Regions from separate parts of the Zea mays genome. Here region 1 is linked to region 2. The links are chromatin contacts, called in public Hi-C maps. All regions are on one chromosome and are shown on one strand. Each heading gives the region's core, a stretch centred on a gene start, on an enhancer-like site or on the middle of the called end of the contact. The rest is flanking DNA. Distances are from core to core; before and after follow the strand shown. Region 1 holds the start of LOC107282093 (Caffeoyl-CoA O-methyltransferase1). Region 2 holds the start of LOC100276046.

Region 1 (3,459 bases), core at 582-3,081, 590 kb before region 2:
CACATCGGCACATGGCCACAGGCCACTGACCACATGGGCGCACTCAACTTGGGCTAGCTCTGGCGCAGATGGTTCTGTCTGTTGACAACCAAATGTCGTTCGGCAAGGTACACACACAGATGCCATGCTATATACTAGCAGCAAATATCTGCACGGCGGTGTCGCTGTCGGTGAACATGCGCGGAACTGGGTTTCAGGTTTGCCATCTCTGTCAAAAAGAGGTGGTAGCATCGACCGATGGGGTAAAACTTCACGGCGCGCATGGAATGAGATGTACCAAGCACAGAGAACAAAACCATCCACGGTAGCAGTAGTAATAGTAGGAGTATATTGTAAAATTGAGGAGCATTACTGTATTACCGATCTCGTGATTTACGTATCGAAACGGCGGCGACAATTCCCAAGAAGGAAGAGGAGGAGAAAGATTACAGGGGCAAGAAAGAGCCAAAAAAAAAGCCGGTGGATAATTAATGCTGCGGGTCGTCTATTATGATTGGAATGAGGATGCGGCCGGCGGCGCCGTCGGTGGCGGTGGTGGGGCAGGCCAGGCCAGGCCATGTTTTCACTTGACGCGGCGGCAGAGGGTGACGCCGTCGCCGACGGGGAGCTGGCAGATCTCGACGCGGTCGTCGGCGGCGAGCGCCTTGTTGAGGACGAGCACGAAGTCGCGGTAGAAGCGGATGTACTTGCGCATGGGCGCGTCGTCGGGGAGCACGACGGAGCCGTTCCACAGCGTGTTGTCGTAGCCGATGAGGCCGCCCAGCTTCACCAGCTTCAGCAGCCGCTCGTGGTAGTTGAGGTAGTTGTCCTTGTCGGCGTCCACGAAGACGAAGTCGAACGACCCGTGGTTCTTCTCCTGCGCAGATGCAGACAGACACGGGTCCGAGATGTCATGTCAACTTCTACTCGATCGATATAGGCGAAGAAGCACAGATCTGGCGGCCTGGCCATTTCGTACCTCCGCGATGAGGTCGTCGAGGACGGGGAGCGCGGGACCCTCGCGGAAGTCGATCTTGTGGGCGACGCCGGCCTTCTCGATGCAGGGCAGGCCCAGCTCGTAGTTCTCGCGGTTGATGTCCATGGCCAAGATCTGCGGGGCGGGACGAACAACAAAGAGAGGGAGAGAGAAATCCTTGGTTTATCAGTGGGAGGACCGCTAGCTGCTTCGCCTTCAGGGAGGTGGGGTGGCAGATCTGAGAAAAGGGAGGGAACAACGACGGACCGTGCCGTCCTCCGGGAGGGCGAGCGCCGTGGCGAGGAGGGAGTAGCCGGTGTAGACGCCGATCTCCATGGTCTTCTTGGCGCCGATGAGCTTGATGAGCATGTTCAGGAACTGCCCCTCGTCGGCGGAGGTCGTCATCAGGTTCCTGCACGCCATTTTTTCAGATCTCGATCTGTCCAGCAGCTAGGTCGCCGCCGAGAGATCGGCCCGGGAAAGCGGAACATACCATGGGTGCTTGGCGGTGATCTCGCGGAGCTCCTTCATGCTCTCCGGCTCCCGCGGGTACACGCTCGTGTCCAGGATGTACTGGTGGAAGTGATTCTTCCCCCGGTCAGATTCGAGTCACGGAAGATAAGATCTAGAGCGCGAGGCCGGAAATGGGCAGGCAGGATCGGAGTGTTTACCTGGTAGAGGTCGTCGCTCTTGAGCAGGCTCTTGTGGCCGACCTCGGAGTGCCGCGTCTTCTGCTCGCCGTTGCCGTTGGCCTGCTGCTCCTGCGCCGGCGCCGCCTCGGTCGCCGTGGTGGCCATTGCGTGCAGTGTAGTTAGCTGAACGAACGAGTCCCTCCTGGAGATCTGGGGTGCGGCAATAGAACTAGCTAGCGCGTCGGGTACTCGGGTATTGCTGGATTGACCGACCTTGCCTGCCGGGGCGGCTTATATAACGCGCGGCGGCAAGGCGAAGGCGAAGATGAGCCATGTGAGAGCTTGGCATCCACTGCCAAGTAGGCCAACGCGACGGCCAATGTGACGCTACTCAAATATGGCCAACGTGAAGGTGAAGAAGCAGTCGGTCGTGCGAGCGACGGGGTCCGGGCCCGGCGCGTCAGCGGACGGACACGGTCGGTGTGGGTGTGGCCCTGTGGGTTGGTTGGTGTGGTTAGGCTTGCCGGACCCGGGCATAGGTGCGCCGTGCCAGTGCGCAGCGGTAGGCTGGCCACTGGTCTGATGACCTGATCCGTGCGTTTGGTGAAGAGGCCTTCAGCCTCCCGTTCCCGTTTGCCCGGTGGCCATGGTGCCCAGCGAGCGTGGCCGTGGTTGACGAGTGTGGGGAGAGGGGTTGGTGGGTGTGGATTGTGGGAAGAACAGCGCGCGCGGCTGACTCTGACCGACCTGGCAGAGTGCTGGGCCCTGCCCGGCCGCGGCGGGTTGCTTCCTACGGAGACCAAACCGGCCACCGGGGACGTGTTGTTGGTGGCCAATTGGTGCCTGCCGCGGCTCGCTGGGGACGGACCCACCCACCAACCCACTCTTGCTTTCCGATTTCCGTGCATCAATCATCATCCGTCCGGTTGTTCGGGTCGTGGGAAATCTCTCCTATAATAAAACCAGTTTCCATCTAAAAAATATTTTTTTCTTTTATATTTATTAGTTAATCTGTGCTGACTAGAGTTAAAAGTCACACTATGCCGCATGGGCACGGTTTAGTCCATTTTTAGGCCTAACACGACATAGAATAATTTTAGATTAGGACATACCGTGCTCAAATATCAAAAGTTAGGTAGGGTCCACCTTAAAGCATGGTAGACCGATGTTCTTGCCGTACCGGCCCAACCATGATATAAGGCACATCACAACACTCAAGATTTCCGTACCACGGAGAAGCTCATCAATAGGAACTCAGAACAAGCAACCATTAACTCAACTAGAGCAAGTAACCCTTTTTCCCAACTAAGTAATTTATCCTTTTTCTTCAGCTGATTGAAACTCTCTTGACAAGCATGTGTCCACTTGAACTCTTTTCACTTCTCCAATAGTGTGGTCATAGGCTTGGCTATCTTGGAGAATCCCTCAATAAAACGCCGGTAATAACCCGCGAGTCCTAGAAAACTCTGGATTTCAGTGACTGAGCTCGGTATCTTCCATCCTATTATCTCCCTCACTTTAGCCGGATCCACTGATATTCCACCATTGGAGATAATATGCCCAAGGAATGGTACCTCATCAAGCCAGAACTCACACCTGCTGAACTTAGCATAGAATTGATTATCTCTTAACTTCTGCAACACTAACCACAAATGCTCCTCATAATCACCATCATTCTTGGAATAAATTAGAATGTCGTCGATGAATACCATGACGAACTTATCAAGATACTCCATAAACACATTGTTCATCAGATTCATGAAGTAGGCTGGTGCATTAGTCAAGCCAAACGACATGACAGTGAACTCATATAGCCCGTATCGGGTAGAGAAAGTCATCTTGGGAATATCCGAAGGCCTGGTCTTCATCTAA
Region 2 (4,025 bases), core at 262-2,761:
CGTCAAACTTTAAGTGGGCACTGGGCACAATATGATCATAAGCAGATTATTACATCTATGTAAGTGGTTTCATTGCTGGCCCTTTCGCCGTGATAGCGCGAGTCAATAGCCACACAGACGTAGCCCTTGGAAGCATATGCCTGCAAAAGCAAACTAGTCAACGAAGAGCTATACGAACAGTATAGTCTACGGTGGTGCAGTTGGGACAGAGCGAGATTGGTTTACCCACCTCAAGCAGTGGGCGCAGCCACTCTTTGCACTTGTAAGAGCTGTGCAGGAACACGATAGCTGGTTTTCTTCTAGGGACGGGGTCGTCAAGCTTCAGCAGAAGTACAGGTACTCGTCCTTGTTCACCTAGCTGCGTTGAAAGGGAAAAAAAGTACGTAGTGGTTAGAAAAAGAGAGGGAAAATAAAAAACCAGCAGTGAGGCGTTGACTCTGTAGTTAATTAATTATTCTGTAGTTTAGTGTGGGAATACATGTGAGTCTGGATCTAAGAACCTAAAAAAAAGATGCCGACTATCAAGGTGCACCCAAGTATTCAGCAGAGGGATGCAATGCAGTCTGCATGTATGTGGAGTAAGATCGAGTGCACTATTATATTGTTGCTCTTCGATCTCGTGAGGCTGCTTAGAGACGCGATTGGCTCCTGTAGGCCACGATCCATCGCAAGCAAAGCAAGCAAAACTCAAGTTTAATTTGATATACTTCAGTTGGAAAGAGACTAGGACAATACCGTCAAAAGAGACAGAGAGATAGACTAGGACTGCTGGACTTGTCCTGATCATCTGGCCGCCGCTTACCTCAGTGATAAGGTAGAAATTTTCTTCAACCAGCTTCTCCCTCAAGTTCTCCACCTCTTTACTGGGGCACGACTCCATCGGATTTGCCTAAGATTACCACAGCTAATCAACGCCGACGTGTCTGGTCTCTTACAAAAGACCTTCGTTCAAATCAAGGGTCCTGACCTCCATGGTCGACGGAGGATTCTGGTACATCGGGTCCTTCACCGGACTCCCTTGCTCCACCGTGAGAGGCACTGGCGAATGGCGATGACAGGAAAAAAAAAACCAACCCAATTGAAGGGCACAAGCTTCAGATGTGGCGTATCGTTCTAAGGATTCAGGTTGTAACTTGAACTGTGATTATTTGCAGCATCTCGAAAGGTCCTAGCCAGACCAGCGATTTTAACCCAACTGCTTCAAGCACTACCAGAGCAGAGCATTTCAGCACGCGCGCGAGTTGGGAGAGAGAATGAGAGAGAACCTGACCTAGGAGATCGCGGCGGCGGCTGAGCAGGACCTGCAGGAACTCCGATCTGAGCCCGGCGCCGGCGTCGGCGTCGGTGGCGCTGGCGGCCATTTGTCTCACCGGGAAGGCAGAAACGCAGCGCCGAGGCTGCTGTGGCGGTGTCACGGCTGCTGGGGATGCGGACTGGGCAGTCTGGGCTTTGTAGTTGGAGCGGGACAAGTAACCGCCGCCCTACTTCCTCCCCGAGGCGGAGCAATGTGATGTGCTGTGCTGGCAGGATGGACTGCGACGTCGCCCCCAGATCACAGCATCGACTCTGGCTTCTTCCGCGGACATCGTCGTATCGTACATCGTCGTCACGGACGTGGCTTTGGCTGCTAGTGTTGTGTCAGCTCTGTTGACGCCCAGGACATCTACGATTCTAAAAAAACGGGCATCTTAATTATACTAGTACGTTCATATTTTCTACAGACGCGCCTAATGCACGGTCGGCCATCGCCATTGCCAGCCATTCTGCCCACATTTCTTCTCCTATTTATTCATTTTATTATATTTTATTATATCTCTCTAAACTCTCTCTCTACGTACAGACATCTCCAATCTTACATTTCTCTATCTAGCTCCTACTATACAATATAACTCAGTTATTTAATATTTTTATTAATTTGCATGGTTTTAAAAAGGGTTTTTTAATTTGGTGCCCTTAGTTTTGGTGGTGTGCTCATCTATACCCTTAGTCGTGTTTTTTGCTCAGCTATGCCCTTCTGTTCTATAGCACTGGAAGGGCACAGCTGAGCAAAAAACACGACTAAAGGTATAGATGAGCACACCACCAAAACTAAGGGCATAGAGTATTTGTACTACCATAATAAATATTGTTATCATATTATAGAGCTTAAGCTTATTAATATCGCAAAGAAATAATATCATTAATGTATAGGAGTTGAATCGTGCTCCCCGTACATTTATGGTGAGAGTTTCCTTTCCCCCGTATATGGAAGAACTGTTAGAAGGACCGTTGGAGCTGTTGCTCATCCCATAGTACACAGTATATGGTGTATTGGTGTGGGTGGGGGAGTGGGCACGCTTGGAGCTAGTGTTAGACTGATTACAACGCTTGGAGCTACTGTTAGCTGTTGCTCATCCCATAGTACTATACTGTATGAGTATGAACATGGCGTATTTACAAGGTAGATATTGAACTCTTTTTTACAAACACGCGCGTAGACATTTACTGCAGTTACATTATCTGTAGAAAATTCATGACTTCAGAGAGCTTATTTGCCACTAGTACCCATGCGACGTTGAGAATGCAGTGCCAATTAGAGAAGGGAATATGCTGCAAACATATTATGAGAACTTAAAGAATTAGTTACCAGCTAGCATTGGGAGGGTACAACGTGAGACATAAGCATAGATGTGTAATACGTACCAGTTTATTAGCAAGGCGATAGAGAATGTTTATAATCCTTCAGTCAGTAGCAGGGATGCGGCCTGCATTAGCGAACAAAATTGCTGCTCTTATTGCTTGTGCTTGAGACCTAATCTTCCTCTATGCAAAAGAGAAAATTACAAATTAATTTGTCATATATAAGGAATGCAAAGAAATACGAAAGAAGGCAGCTAGCTAATAATGATGTATGGCTGTTTTCAAAGTCTGAGCTAGTATATTTACTTCTTTCGGATACAAATAATCTACTATCAACGTGGGCTTGCCAGGATTCATGTCCAGGGATTTCTGGAATTCATCTTTTACGGCCTCCACCTCCTCGGGCATGATAGTGTACATTGTTTTAACAGAGACATGCTCAAGTGACATGAGGTGCTCCAAACCAAAGTTACAATCACCGTACTTATGCATTACCTCTTTCACCCCGAACAATAAATGGAGTTCTTTGAGGTTTTGCATACTCCCTGGTGCGAACACCACCGCCATGGATTCATAATCGATTTGCATCTCAGTTAGGCACCGGAATGGATAACACTTGTCAATGACCAACCTTTCATCTCTGGTTTCCTTCACATGTACACTGAGACAACGTAGAGATGGTATGCTCCCAAGGACATGGATATCTTGTACTCCCAGAGCTAATAATGTGATCTTTATGCTAGACAGGGAGCAGAGTGATGACATCCATCTTGGTACTCTAGTCATGATGACAGTTCTTGCAAGTGACTTCATATCAATGGAGCAAAGTTGTTGAGGACCAGGGTACAATTTGTCACATTCGGAACATAGGCTGCTCATCATGGTACCTTTTATTTTCATGGATTTGAGGCTGACAAGGTTAGATAGACATTGGATGAAAGGTTCCTCATAGCTCTCATCCCAATCACGAAAGTTGATGCCCAAGGTCCTGAGATTGGTCAGACACCCCAGATCATGCAGCATGCTTGGTGACTCGATAGTTATGGTCCCTTTAACTTCTTGTAGAGAGGTTAGTTTTCCAAATCCGTCTAGCTGTTTTATGCTCCACCCAGACCTAGAACAAAGCCGCAACAGCTGTCGCAAGTGAATAATGGTTGTCATCTTTACTTTGTGCCCAAGATTAGTTATGTCAAGTACTTGCAAAAATTGCAGATTCCGAATCTCCCTTGGGATCTCAGTAATAAATTTCGCATTGAGACTCAAATATCTCAGCTGAAACATATTGCAAATATCTTTAAAGTGGTGATTGTTCACTCCATTACATTTCTTTAAATTCAATACACGTAAGACCAGAAAGGCCGAAAGTTTTGGCGTCAACTGGAAAACTTCAGTGGACACAGTAAGTG

Evidence for each region. Hi-C and Micro-C count contacts between places; a contact is called where the count stands out from the background.
Region 1: a contact with region 2 is called in a Hi-C map of bundle sheath, with 6 times the contacts expected there. The contact joins the promoter of LOC107282093 here to the promoter of LOC100276046 in region 2. A contact is called at or near these places in 4 of 25 Hi-C or Micro-C datasets (bundle sheath, ear, leaf and 1 more).

What each region holds. Positions count from the first base shown.
Region 1 is chr6:88,746,960-88,750,418 of Zm-B73-REFERENCE-NAM-5.0, reverse strand. It overlaps LOC107282093 (Caffeoyl-CoA O-methyltransferase1), which reads right to left and starts at 1,831. Exons shown (of 5, transcript NM_001320647.1): 1 at 1,627-1,831; 2 at 1,449-1,528; 3 at 1,223-1,367; 4 at 959-1,090; 5 at 370-856. The coding sequence starts at 1,752. The coding sequence ends at 563.
Region 2 is chr6:88,155,324-88,159,348 of Zm-B73-REFERENCE-NAM-5.0, reverse strand. LOC100276046 reads right to left here and starts at 1,511. Exons shown (of 13, transcript NM_001149931.2): 1 at 1,271-1,511; 2 at 968-1,038; 3 at 803-889; 4 at 230-358; 5 at 54-140. The coding sequence starts at 1,361. It overlaps LOC103629525, which reads right to left. Exons shown (of 4, transcript XM_008650625.3): 2 at 3,115-4,025; 3 at 2,683-2,802; 4 at 2,161-2,589. The coding sequence ends at 2,722.